Linked DNA regions of Mus musculus: region 1 is linked to region 2. The links are chromatin contacts, called in public ChIA-PET maps. All regions are on one chromosome and are shown on one strand. The core of a region is the stretch at or near the end of the contact, and the rest is flanking DNA. Distances in the headings are between cores, read along the strand shown.

What was found. ChIA-PET counts read pairs in DNA pulled down with a chosen protein or histone mark.
Region 1: a contact with region 2 is called in an RNA polymerase II ChIA-PET map of effector CD8 T cells, with 5 read pairs. The contact joins the promoter of Slc12a6 here to the enhancer-like site in region 2. A contact is called at or near these places in 1 of 39 promoter capture datasets (macrophages), 5 of 15 datasets of contacts at CTCF or cohesin (CD8 T cells, the G1E-ER4 cell line, the NIH/3T3 cell line and 1 more), 38 of 484 Hi-C or Micro-C datasets (the AML12 cell line, CD4 T cells, CD8 T cells and 27 more), 12 of 115 datasets of contacts at active chromatin or transcription factors (CD8 T cells, the HPC-7 cell line, bone marrow-derived dendritic cells and 5 more) and 3 of 9 other capture datasets (adipose tissue, liver and pancreatic islet).

Annotation. Positions count from the first base shown.
Region 1 is chr2:112,264,416-112,271,042 of GRCm38.p6, forward strand. Slc12a6 (solute carrier family 12, member 6) reads left to right here and starts at 1,899. Exons shown (of 25, transcript NM_133649.2): 1 at 1,899-2,677. The coding sequence starts at 2,407.
Region 2 is chr2:112,220,204-112,227,356 of GRCm38.p6, forward strand. No RefSeq gene overlaps it. Among named protein-coding and RNA genes, the nearest start is that of Lpcat4, 16 kb to the right of the region's middle. Within about 2 kb of position 2,603, at least 9 of the 459 cell types and tissues checked have an H3K27ac peak or open chromatin away from gene starts, as enhancers often do. A contact at or near this core is called in Th1 cells and effector CD8 T cells, where this site is marked.

The DNA.
Region 1 (6,627 bases), core at 649-3,148, 44 kb after region 2:
TGAGGACATCCTGTGCAACATGAACTCATGTTTCACTTTCTCTAAAGAGCAAAAGAGGTATTTTGGCAGCAAAGGTGCTTCACCCACAAGCCTGCAGATCTGGGTTCAGATCCTGGGACCTATAATCAGAAGGACTCATGTATTTGTACACTCAAAATAAATAAGTGTACCAGTTTTCTAACCCTGCCCCCACCCTCACTGATGAGGATAGAATCAAGGGCTTTGGATATGTCAAATACTCAAAGATCTAATACAATTTTACATTTTAACGGGTTTCGTTTTATTTCCAAGCTATCAAACTCGACTGGAAATTGCCATTTGGTCAAAGTGAATTTCCAAGCCCTGGAATTAAGATGGTTTTGATTCATTTTTTTTTTAAACTATAAATCTTTTATGTGTATTTAAGTGCAGTGCCAGCATGGGTCTTATCACCTAGACCTGGAGTTACAGGGCCATGAGAACTGGGAACGGAATTAGGGTTTCCTTCAGAGCAGTAAACGCTGTTAACCACTGAGGGTCTAGCCTCCTGCTCCATTATTAAGTCCACTGATTTGCAACTAGGAGGAAAGGAAAGGTCTCAGGAAAGGCTCCAGTGAGTTTCTGCATTTTGATCAAACTTTCAGAGCGTTTTCAAGTAAAACATGGTTGAACTGAAAGTTATTAAAACACCTTGACGAATTAAATAAACATTCTAGTGTTAATAAAGTGGGTCAAATCCTGGAAATGTTGCAGAGCAGATATCCCAATGTCTTCTCCATGTCTGTATAAGTTCTCTTTAATGGAAATTTAAGCCTGGCTTGCAGTTTCAAAAGGATATGAACAAGAAAGGGGAAAGTAGCCCATAATGATGAACAAGATACAGGTGTCTTAGAAAAGACAACTGAATTTTTACAGAGGTCACATCTAAGGTAACTAGATACCGTAATGGGAGGTTTGGGTGCCATAGAGTTAAGGTTTCCAGAGAGCTTTTAGAGATGACCCTTGCGGTTCGCGGGTCAGTGTTCACTGAGTGCCTCTAAGCAGCATACTGAGTACGTGGAGCACAGGTGAGGAAAAAGCAGCTCGCCACACGCGTTCAGACCCTAGGGCGGACTACAGTTCCCGTCGTGCTCCACGTGAGAGTCGCCGGTCCGCGCAGGCGTGGTGCCCTCTGTCTCCCGCGCTGCATGCTCCGGGCGGGGCTGCTGTTGCCCGGCCGCAGGACGGCGCCGCCCTCTAGCTCCCCAGACTTCTCCGGACGGTTAACCTCGAATGAGGAACGAGAGGGGCGGAAAGGGGAGGGCTGCGGCGGCGCGGGCACAGCCCGCCGCGCCCGGGGCGGGGGGCGGCGAGGTCACGTAACGGCCTCGGGCGTCTGCCGGGGAGGGGGCCTCCTGCGCGCCGCGGCTCCGGAACGGTTAGCGGCTAGTAAACAACAGCTGCGCGCGCACCCGCATCAGCTGGCGCGGGCTCCCGCACCTGCGACCTCCTCCGTAGCCGGGACCAGCCTGCCTGGCCGTCTTCTCCCTCCGCCGAGACCCAAGGAAAGCCGGCGAGAGGCTAACGGGCCCCGGGAGGAAAGCGCGTCCTGTCACACGCAGTGCAAACACGGCGAGCGGTCGTGGGCTTGAGGGACTCGCCACGACCTGCCACGACCCTGCAGTGGGAGCTGCCCTGATCCGCTAGCCGCCGCCTCCAGCTCCTTTGCCAGGACGAGACCTCTGGGAGGCAGGAATCCACTCTGCTTCGGCATCCTCTCGTGGCTCTCCTCTTTCTCCTTCCTGTAGTGTGGGGGTATTTTCCCGTTATGCATGCGCATCTCTCCCACCAGACCCAAGTGGATTATCGACCTCAAAAACATCGGGTGGCTCAGCACACACCTCCTCCCAGCCAGACCTGTGGGGTATTCACCTGATACACAACAGGTGGCTGGTGCACACCTTTGCGCAATCTGATCCACGCTCTTATACGCCTGATAAGGGTGGGCCTGCATGCTCCGTCCTCAGCTAGAACCGTGGGACACTCGGCAGATAAAGGACTAACTACCTCATCCGGACCCTGGGGGTTGAGCAGAGGGAGGCGTCACCAGCTGCTGTGAGATCATGGCACGGAGCCCTCAGCCCTGGACCAGGGGAGATAGCTAGGATTCTGAAAGAACCAAGTTATACAGGATTAGCATCGTTTTGTTCTTATTTTGTTTTCTCGAAAATTATTTTTCAGTTACTGGTGGGGCACTTTATAAAACAGCTGGCTTGAATTCTATACACGGATTCTTAATTGGGCCTTTGTGGGCTGTAAATCAGGGTAATTGAGGGTTTTTGGTTTTTTTTCCCCTTCTATTTTTGCAATCAGAAGTAGCTAGTGTAGGAGGAAGAGTTTTTGTGAGCTTTTCCTTTTTTCTTTGTCAAAAAGGAAAGGGGGGGGAAAATGCATCCACCAGAAGCCACCACCAAGATGTCCTCAGTTCGGTTCATGGTGACACCAACTAAGATTGATGACATTCCAGGTTTGTCAGACACCAGCCCGGACCTCAGCTCTCGGTCTAGTTCTCGAGTAAGATTTAGCTCCCGAGAAAGTGTGCCAGAAACAAGCCGTAGTGAGCCTATGAGCGAACTGTCTGGGGCTACTACTTCTCTGGCAACTGTTGCCCTAGATCCTTCCAGTGACCGGACTTCTAATCCCCAGGATGTTACGGAGGGTAAGTAGAGACTCAGAGAGCCGGGTGTTTCAACCCTTGGGTTGTCCATGTTGGCTAACTACCCTAATTTTATAATCATAAATTAAGGCCCACGTTTCTGTGATGCTTACGAGTGTGGGAATAATAGCGACAGTTAGTAGGTCACTGCAGTAGTCTTTTTGGCGTGGGAAAGTAGCTGGCAAGAGGGCAAGGAAATGTCTATTTTGGTTTCCTTATTTCTGTCTTATTTCTAATTAAAATGACTATTTTTAAAAAATTAAATCTTTTACAACACACAAAAAAAGTTCTAAACTAAAATTTTAATGGGCTGGATATGCGCTTTCTAGAGAGCTTTGGGGCTTTGACTCCTAAGTCAGCGTTTAAGGCAGGTTGTTACATCTTGTGTCTTACTGGATTCTTTTGCAGATTCAGTTGGGTGTCATAAAATTATTTTTTGAAATTTATGTTTTTATAGAGTATTTAAAGTAACTGAATTCACTCAAGGAAGTGGTACTCTCTTGAAAGAATGGAACTTTCGAGAGGGACTTCTCGTGCATGATTCCCACATAATTTCCCTGCTGAGCTTTAGATAACTATTTTGTATATTGTATATTGAGTTTTGTAGTCAGAACCTATAGAAGCCACTTCTGTTCGTATTAACCACTTTCCAGACTTGACCTTGAGCTGACGAGCCTGACTTGAATTAGAAGTTTTCCTTTGATTTAGTGGGAAGAGGTGATGCAAGGAGGAAAGTTACTTTTTCCAGACTCAGTTAAAAAACTTGAGAACTGCCACTTAGTTTTATGCCTCATTCGGACCAGCATAAGTCTTTTTTTTTATTATTTAAGTTTTTCCCTTAAGAATCTTAAAGACTTTTAAAAATTCTATTCTACACAAGTTTGAAAACATGGCTTTAGACAGTGACTTGTTAAAGCAAGGCTATCTTACCATTTCCGGTCTCAGGAAATAGTGTTCCTCCTGACCTTAAGTGTTCCGGAAGCCAGAATAGTTTTAGTTCCTCAAATTTGCTTGTTTTTAATGTCTTGAGAAAGATAGACTTGGTAAAGCTTATAGTTCCAAAATTAACTAATCTTTAGCGAGTCATGTTTCTTTTATGGCAGTAGTATGAGTTAATTCCTAGTCTGACTGCTTTCTGTTGCTTAATAAACCTTACACTGGATTATATACACTATGTTAAAGTATGAGATAAAAGATCATAACTTCCTTTTCTACCATATTTATTTATCTATATATATATATATATATATATTTTGTGACAGGATCTCAAGTAGCTCAGGCTGACCTTGAGTTTTCTATATGGTCAAGGATGAGCTTGACCCTGGCTCTACCTCCCAAGTGTTGGGATTGAAGGCCTTTTTCAACCACACCCAGTTTTGTGGGATGCTGTGGATGGAACTCAAGGCAGGCACTCTGTCAACTGAGCTACATCCCAAGCCAGCACCAAATTACTTCCAAATTATGATCTTAATCTTTAATTCATCACATTACATTTGAATTGTTAAAAAATGCCCATTAAACAAATACAGAAGTGGATGCTCACAGCCATCCATTGGACGAAGCACAGGGTCCCCAATGAAGGAGCTAGAGAAAGTACCCAAGGAGCTGAAGGGGTTTGCAGCCCCATACGTGGAACAACAAAATGAACTAACCAGTACCCCCAGAGAACCCTGGGACTAAACGACCAATCAAAGAAAACACATGTTGGGACTCATGGCTCTAGCTGCATATGTAGCAGAGGATGGCCTAGTCGGTCCTTAATGGGAGGAGAGGCCCTTGGTCCTGTGAAGGTTCTATGCTCCAGTATAGGAGAATGCCTGGGCCAGAAAGCAGGAGTGGGTGGGTTAGGGAGCAGGGGGTGGGGGTGGGGAATAGGCGATTTTCAGAGGGGAAACTAGGAAAGGGGATAACATTTGAAATGTAAATAAAATATAAAAAATGCCAATTAAAAACTACAATCTACATAAGTCCTTTCAAGGAGTACTGATAACTTTTTATTCAGTCCTATATTCCAGTCAACTTGATCAGGTCTTATATTTTTATATCCCTACTCAAGACTATAACTATAATATCTATAGCACTTTGTTGTTATTTACATATCTTTCCCAACCAGATTATAAAGTTCTTGAGGACAGGGGCACAGTTTTTGCACCTAATATAATTTATGATATCACATCTATTTTGTGCTCAGTAGTGAGTCAAAGAACTTACAGACATATCCAACAGAAATTCAACAGAATTTTAAAAGATATGGTGAAGAGCCAGAGATGATGGCACACTCCATTAATCCCAGCACTTGTGAGGCAGAGGGCAGAGACAGGCGGATCTCTGGAGGCCAGCCTTATGGATGGATGGATAGATAGATGGATAGATAGATAGATAGATAGATAGATAAAGGGAGATGAAAGATGAAAGGCAACTGCTGAAGCAGAGAAGCAGATGTATGTATCTATATGTATATCTATATATGATGAAACGAGAGAATTGTTTTAAATGTTTCTGTCCTAGTGCAATTTTTTAAAGATTATGATTTATTTATATTAATATTAAAAAAGGAAAACCTCTCCAGCTGGTTCAACTATGAAACCAGTGCTGACCACAGCTCAAAGGGAAGATGACTAATGCTACATACATAGAAAACACTTTCATATAATTTGAAAGGTGATCCAATATGCACTAAGTGCTTAGGGCACATTAGCCTTTTAAGAAAATGTTAGAGGATGTTATATATCTACATTTGGAATCACTACAGTTCCTGTGGAAGTTACTCTACCCAGTTGCTTTCCCAGTTCTATATTGTATAAGTAGGTCTCATCCAATCCCAAGCCCTTTTTTTGTTTGTTTGGTTTTTGCTTTTTGTTTTTCGAGACAGGGTTTCTCTGTGTAGCCCTGGCTGTCCTGGAACTCACTCTGTAGACCAGGCTGGCCTTGAACTCAGAAATCTGCCTGCTTCTGCCTCCCAAGTGCTAGGATTAAAGGCGTAGGCCACCACTACCCGGCTACACTTTCCTTTTTAAAACAGGACTCACTGAACCTGGAGTTCATCTGTTCAGGAGGCCAGCTGGGTAGCCAGCAAGCCCCAAGGATCACTCTCTCTCTCCCTCCACAGTGTTGATTAGATAGGCACACAGTGCTATGCCAACTTTTTACATGTGCACTGGAGAATTCAAGCTCCAGTCCTCATTGTCCATGTTTGGCAAGCACTTTAGGACTGCTCTGTCTCCCTGCCTTTCCAAAAGGGTGTGGGTTAAGGCTTTAATTGTTTCCTCCTCCTCCTCTTCCTTTTTGTACTCCATATTAACATGAAAATCTATAGCATTCTGCCTCCTCTTTTGTTTATGGAATACCCTCTTAGGTACCTTGGTCCCTAAAGCTAGTAGAATTCTAAGATCAGATCATAGAAGTGGGATGTGTGGACTATAATTGACGAATTGACAGTATGTATCATTTTAAAACCTGATAATATGCTAATAGTATCTGTATCACAAAAGCAGTCAGCCAGATTCAGAATATGAGAAATTGTATTTAATGAGTAGATTCTCCAAAACATGAATGGCACAGTGTAGAAGAATGATTTATAGATTAAAAAGAGCCATGGCAATCAAATGCAGCATGTAGGTTTGGCGCCTACAGTGGACAGAACAACTATAAAAAGACACTTGTGAGATAATGAGAACTGGGTAGTTAGTGTACATCTGTAGTCCCAGTATTCAACGTAGCAAGATAGAGGGATCAGTTATACCTACTAACCTAGACAGCATAATGAGACACTGCCTCAAAAACAAATGAGAGTCACAGTAATTGAGGGAATTTGAAATACATGGCTTTAAAAAACATTAAAGAAATTCTAATTTTCTTAGATCTACTTAAGATATTGTTGTTATGAGAAGCCCTCAGGTAAAGATAACCTGTTGGAGTATTTACAGGTGAGATGAAATGGTCTGGATTTCACA
Region 2 (7,153 bases), core at 1,353-3,852:
TCTGGTACTGGTGCTTCAGAGTTGAGGTCTATGCCTGGTCTTCATAGTGGCTGCTTTTAAGATTCATTTTGTGGCCTTTGGTACAAGAGGAAGAAGACAATAGCAGCTGCATAAAAGTGAGAGCTCAAAACATTGCAAGTCTTCCATCACTCTGTGAATTTAGATTTAAATTTATATATCATAAAAGGAAAGGAGAGAGGAGGAGAGAGGAGGGAGCAGAAGAAGACAAGGGGGTGAAACTGATCAAAGACCCACCATGTACAGATATGAAAATGTTACCAACCATCTCCACACGTAGCAGCCCATGTGTACGATCCTAGAATTTGAGAAATGAAGTTTACAGCCTGAGTTACACAGTTAATTTGAAAGCAACCTAAACTAAGACCCTATCTCAAAGACAAACAACTCAGAACAAAAAACAAAAACAAACAAAAAACCCTCAAACAACAAAAGTCAAAACTCACAAGTGAATAAAAAGGAAAGCTATGAAAATGGTATGAAAAGATGGTGTACCTTACTCCTCCACCAAGAAAGCCAAGAAGCTAGGAAACAGGATGCCTTTGGATTTCTTATCTTCATAATTCCAGGAAGCTGAAGTGTCCCCATTGGCTGTAGGAAAGGAGCTTGAAATCTTGTCCAGGCTTTGTTACAGAAGCCCCAACACCTGATGCTATCAGTTATCTTGATGAGACACAGGTCATCCTGAGCGATAACACCCGCTGTGTCTAAAGATGAGTAATCAGAAAGGACAGAAATCTGGGGATGGGAAGTCTTCAGAAAAGACAGACATATGCAAGTGGAAGGGCCTCAGAAAGTGTGCAGATGGTCTCTAAAACCACCATCACCAACAGAGCATCGTACAAGTGAGGGAAGAAAGAAGTCTAGTTCAACATGACTCAGCAGCCAGTGTTGGTTCAACATCAAGAGTTTGCCACTGGGAAGTTTATTTTAAGATAGTTAAGTACAGCACAGTTGGGGGGGGGGGTGCGGTTTTCTGTTGATAATTAACTCAATCCCAGATGCACAATAAAGCTTCTGGTAGGACTACATCAAAACTCTCTGTAAAGTACATGCGACATCTTCCATAAAGATGGGTTCTATAGATTGATAATATGTGACTTCTTAAAGGTCTTGAGGAGGCTCTGGTGTGGTTTCGGTCATACAGATAGTACAAAGGTCACCAAGCTAGTAACCACCTCCATTCCCAGCTTTCTGGGCATAAAACAAGTTCTACAATTCTCCTTTTGAAGAGACGGCCCTGTGTGTTTAACATTCCTGTTTTCCCTAGTGCTTATCTATGAGCACAAGGATGTCCATGTCTCCTACAAGAAAAGACAACAGCTGGGAATGAGAGAGCTTCTTCCTTATCATGTCCTCTTACTTTAGGCTCCTGTAGGTGTGAGATGCTGAAGGGAGGAAAACGAAGATGGGCGTTAATTAGAGCTAAGCAGGAGACATGAATTACGATCTCAGTTGGTTTCATTGTTCAAAAGGAAGAAATTTGGGGGAAAATTTAAAGAACCAATGAAAGATATCACTATCACTAGCCACTAGAGAAATGCAAATAAGATCACAAAGCAGAAACAACAACAACAACAACAACTACTACTACTACTACTACTACTACTACTACTACTACTACCTGCTATAGCAGATAACATAGAAATGAACAGGCTGGGGACCTGGCTCTGTGAGTAAAGTGTCTGCTTCACACGCATGAGGAATCTCATTTCAGATCCCCATCATCCACATAAAACCTTGGTTGGTGGCCCACGTCTTTAACCCCAGCTACAGGCAGAGCCCCAGAGTTCACTGACAAACAAGTCTAGCTAAGAAATGGTGCAATGCAGGTACTGGAAATGGACATTTTCTCAAAAGATGAGATGGACAGAGATATCTCGAGGTCCACCTCTGGTCTCTACATGCACAGATGTACATACCCATACCCATAAATCAATCAATTGATTGATTAATAGTACAGAAATCCAATACCAAATGCTGGCAAAAATGTGGAACAACTGGATGGTTGTGGGTGGTAACAGAAAAGATTGACCACAGTTTGACAGTTTCTTATAAAACTAAACATACCAATCCCAGTTATTTGGAAGGCTGAGTCAGGAGGATCACAAGTTCAAGGCCAGCCTGATCTGATAGTAAGTTTGAGTCTGACCTGTACTACACAATACAGGGCCTGTCTCAAAGTAACAGAAAACTAAGTAAAAACAACAAAAGCTAGCAATTATTTCCCTGGTACAAAGACTAAAGAAGTGAAATTTTACAAAAGCCTATATACAAGCACCCTGGCTTTAGAATCACTAAAACCTGGCAACAATCAACATGCCTATTAATCTATGCATGGTTAAATAAACTGGTAAATCCATTTTGTGGAATACTAAATGGTAATTTAAAAAAAATAGAAATGCAGTACTGAAGCACACAGCTCTGGAGAGCACTCCATTAAATGAAAAACAAGTCAAGAGACATATCTGTATGATGGATCTATTCACACAACACTTTTAGTTGATGTGTGAACTCGGTGATGGAAAGAAGACTAACCCAGCTCGTGGCTGCCAGGATTAAGTGTCGTGGGAGGGGAAGACATCTGTGACCACAGAGAGGAAGCACAAAGAGATCTTTGAAAACACAGATAACTCTGCATCCTGACTGAGGTGGGACTGGAAAAATATAAATAAGAACAAATAGACAACTTAGAAGGTAGATTAAAACAACAACAACAAACCGGTTGTTCTACCAGCCAACATTACTAACTCGGAATCTACTCTACAATGTTTTTATTTAAAAGTTTTTATTATTATGGTACTGGAAGGTTGGCTCAACAATTAAGAGTGTACACTGCTATTGCAGAGGACCCAAGTTCGAGTCAATGGGCTCCCAAGTTCACACGTGTGCTAAAATAACAAAGAACCATACACAGAATCCATCAAAGCTGGTTTCCTGGTTTTACTGTGGTACTGTAGTTATAAAAGACGTAGCCCTTAGAGAATACTGAGGCTACACAGTTATTCGGTGTGTTAAATTTTACTTTGAACTTTTTCAAATGTAAAAAGATACATTCGAAAGTGACAGAATACCGACTAGCAAGACGGGTCAGTGGTTAAGGTCGATTGCTGCCAAGACTGAAGATCTGAGTTCAATCCTTGGGATTCGTGTGGAAGAAGAGAATGGATTCTCACAAGCTGTCCTCTGGCCTGTATAAGCATGTCACTGGTACACCCAGAGAATAAGTAAATGAAAAGTAAGAGTTGCTGTTTTAGTGTGTGAGTGTGAGTGTGTGTGAGTGTGTGTGTGTGTGTGTGTGTGAGTGTATGTGTGAGTGTGTGTGTGTGTGGGTGTGTGTGGGTGTGTGTGGGTGTGTGAGTGTGTGTGTGGGTGTATGTGTGTGTGAGTGTGTGTGTGTGTGTGTGTGTGTGTGTGTGTGTGTGTGTTGGTGCACATGTATGTGAGTGCTGGCACTGCAGAAGTCGGAGGCATCAGGTCCCTCTGAAATTTGTGGGACTGACAATGGTCGTGAACAGTCAACATGGGATCTGGGTCTTGAACTCAGGTTCTCTGCAATCGCTGTAAGCACTTTACAGAGCCGTCTCTCTGGCCACATAAAGACAAAAACTTTTTAATCAAAAGTATTTGTGGCTGGGTGTGGTGCTGCACGCCTTTAATCCCAGCACTTGGGAGGCAGAGGCAGGTGGATTTCTGAGTTCGAGGCCAGCCTGGTCTACAGAGTGAGTTCCAGGACAGCCAGGGCTATACAGAGAAACCCTGTCTCGGAAAAAAAAAAAAAAAGTATTTGTGAGTAGACTATGTCTCAGAAATATTGTTTTTTAGAACAAGTGTTTCTTTTTAAATGCACCTCAACTTACTTACTTGTCCTTATTTATATTTTCCTTGGTTCTAATTTTTGTATATTACTTATATTATTTGTTCTGATTGGGAGCAAATAAATAATTTTTGTAAAATATGGCATGAAAATCAATAAATATAACTTATCTTCCAATGAATAATCATGATGCAATCACTTGATGCCAGGTACCATGCTAAGCCAGATGAACACAATTAGTGTTCAAACACGTCTCTGCATTGGCTTGTCCACATCCTACACTGGCAACACTAATTCTCCTGGCTAAACACACGCTCCCAGATCTAGCTCTTTCCTGTGCTCTGCTGTTTGTTCTTGGATCTTTCACCAAAACACAAATAGCAGTTTCTGAAATAAAGGATATGAAGCAGAGCTCTTCAACCACTAGAAAACAGAAACCCTTAGGACAAAGAAGTCGTGGGTGGGACTGGCTTCAGAGGCAGCTGAAATTAGACAGGGGTGTGAGGGAGGGTGGGCGGGTGCCTGCCTCAGGCAAAGGAGCTACTGAACAACACTCCCACCAACAGGGCTGCAGTGCCAAAGTCAAGGCTGTTTATTTTGAACATCCTTCACTGCAGCCACACAAATTCATAGCATTATCCCTAGGAAAGATTAGTGCGCATCCAAAGAATGCCAAAAGACAACAGCGGTGCTTCTTAAAAAATAGGAAATACCCTATGTCCTTTCCTGTTCTAGGATTTTCCAAGGTTCACTGCAAATGGAAAACTCAGTAGTCAGGGAAAGTGATTAGTGACTATAATTCCAGGCCTCTGGTTTGAGGAGACAAAGGATGGTGAAGAATTTACAAGTTACTGCTGCTGAGGCTGCTGTTGTTTAATCTGAGCGCCTCAAACACCAGAAGACAGTGATGAAACAGTTATACCCAGCATACTATATACACTTAGAGCCACAGAGGTGGGATCCCCTCCCCTGTCCAGCTCTCGTGTCCCCTTGTACAGAGGTTCCTCCTTTAAAATTTCAACTCTCATCCCAAGGCCTTGGTAAATATTCTTGAAGGTGTTAAGAAAAAAAATTAACAATTTTTTTTTCCTCCAAACTCAAACTCCTCTAAGAACAGACCTAGAATAAAGGCAGAAAAGGTGTGCTAGCATTAAGACTACAAGGAGAACCCCAACCAGTTTTTTCCCCTAATAAGAATCAAGATGGTTAAGTGAGCATCTTCCATTATAGAGATTTCAAAAAAATAGTTCAACTTAAATATATCAAAAGTGATATGGGGGGAGGAGGCTACAATGCTAACTGCAACCCCCAGGGGCTGACTATCTTTTCCTTGTGTTTATTTCGAGGATAGTGTATGTTACATACGATTCATTTCATATTTTGAACTAAGTAAATAACTAAAAAGTAACAAAATGATTTCTCATGAGAATTCTTTTTTTTGTTATAACTTATCTCTGAAATAAGCAAAAAATACATATGATCCCAAAAGTATATGGGAGACATACTTCTGATTTCCATCCACCTACCACACTGTGATGGTTTGTATATCCTTGGACCAGGGAGTGACACCATCTGAAGGTGTGGCCTTGTTGGAATAGGTGTGAACTGGTTGGAATGGGAGTGTCACTTTGGGTGTGGGTATAAGATCCTCACCCTAATTGCCTGGAAGTCAGTCTTCCACTAGCAGCCTTTGGATGAAGACATAGAACTCTCAGCTCCTCCTGCACCATGCCTGCCTGGATACTGCCATGCTCCCATCTTGATGAGAATGGACTGAACCTCTGAACCTGTAAGCCAGCCCCAATTAAATGTTGTTTTTTATAAGACTTGCCTTGGTCAGGCAAAAGACACCGACAATAAGACAAAAAGGCCACCAACAGATTGGGAAAGGATCTTTACCTATCTTAAATCAGATAGGGGACTAATATCTAATATATATAAAGAACTCAAGAGGGTGGACTCCAGAAAATCAAATAACCCCCTTAAAAGATGGGGCTCAGAGCTAAACAAAGAATTCTCACCTGAGGATTACCGAATGGCTGAGAAGCACCTGAAAAAATGTTCAACATCCTTAATCATCAGAGAAATGCAAATCAAAACAACCCTGAGATTCCATCTCACACCAGTCAGAATGGCCAAGATCAAAAATTCAGGTGACAGCAGATGCTGGCGAGGATGTGGAGAAAGAGGAACACTCCTCCATTGTTGGTGGGATTGCAAGCTTGTACAACCTCTCTGGAAATCAGTCTGGCGGTTCCTCAGAAAATTGGAGATAGTACTACCGGAGGATCCCACAATACCTCTCCTGGGCATATATCCAGAAGATGTCCCAACCGGTAAGAAGGACACATGCTCCACTATGTTCATAGCAGCCTTATTTATCATAGCCAGAACCTGGAAAGAACCCAGATGCCCCTCAACAGAGGAATGGATACAAAAAATGTGGTACATTTACACAATGGAGTACTACTCAGCTATTAAAAAGAATGAATTTGTGAAATTCCTAGGCAAATGGTTAGACCTGGAGGGCATCATCCTGATTGAGGTAACACAATCACAAAAGAACTCAAATGATATGTACTCACTGATAAGTGGATATTAGCCCAGAAACTTAGTATAGCGAGATATAAGGTACAATTTGCAAAACACATGAAACTGAAGAAGAACGAAGACCTAAGTGTGGGCACTTTTCCCCTTCTTAGAATTGGAAACAATCACCCATGGAAGGAGTTACAGAGACAAAGTTTGGAGCTGAGACGAAAGGATGGACCATCTAGAGACTGCCATATCCAGGGATCCATCCCATAATTAGCCTCCAAACGATGACACCATTGCATACACTAGCAAGCGTTTGCTGCAAGGACCGTGATATAGCTGTCTCTTGTGAGACTATGCCAGGGCCTAGCAAACACAGAAGTGGATGCTCACAATCAGCTATTGGATGGATCACAGGGCCCCCATGGAGGAGCTAGAGAAAGTATCCAAGGAGCTAAAGAGATCTGCAACCCTGTAGGTGCAACATTATGAACTAACCAGTACCCCAGAGCTCTTGACTCTAGCTGAATATGTATCAAAAGATAGCCTAGTCGGCCATCACTGGAAAGAGAGGCCCATTGGACAGGCAAACTGTATATGCCCCAGTACAGGGGAACGCCAGGGCCAAAAAATGGGAATGGGTGGGTAGGGGAGTGCGGGGGGAGGGGGGGGACGACTTTTGGGATAGCATTGGAAATGTAATTGATGAAAATACGTAATTAAAAAAAAAAAAGACTTGCCTTGGCCATGATGTCTGTTCACAGCAGTAAAACCCTAACTAAG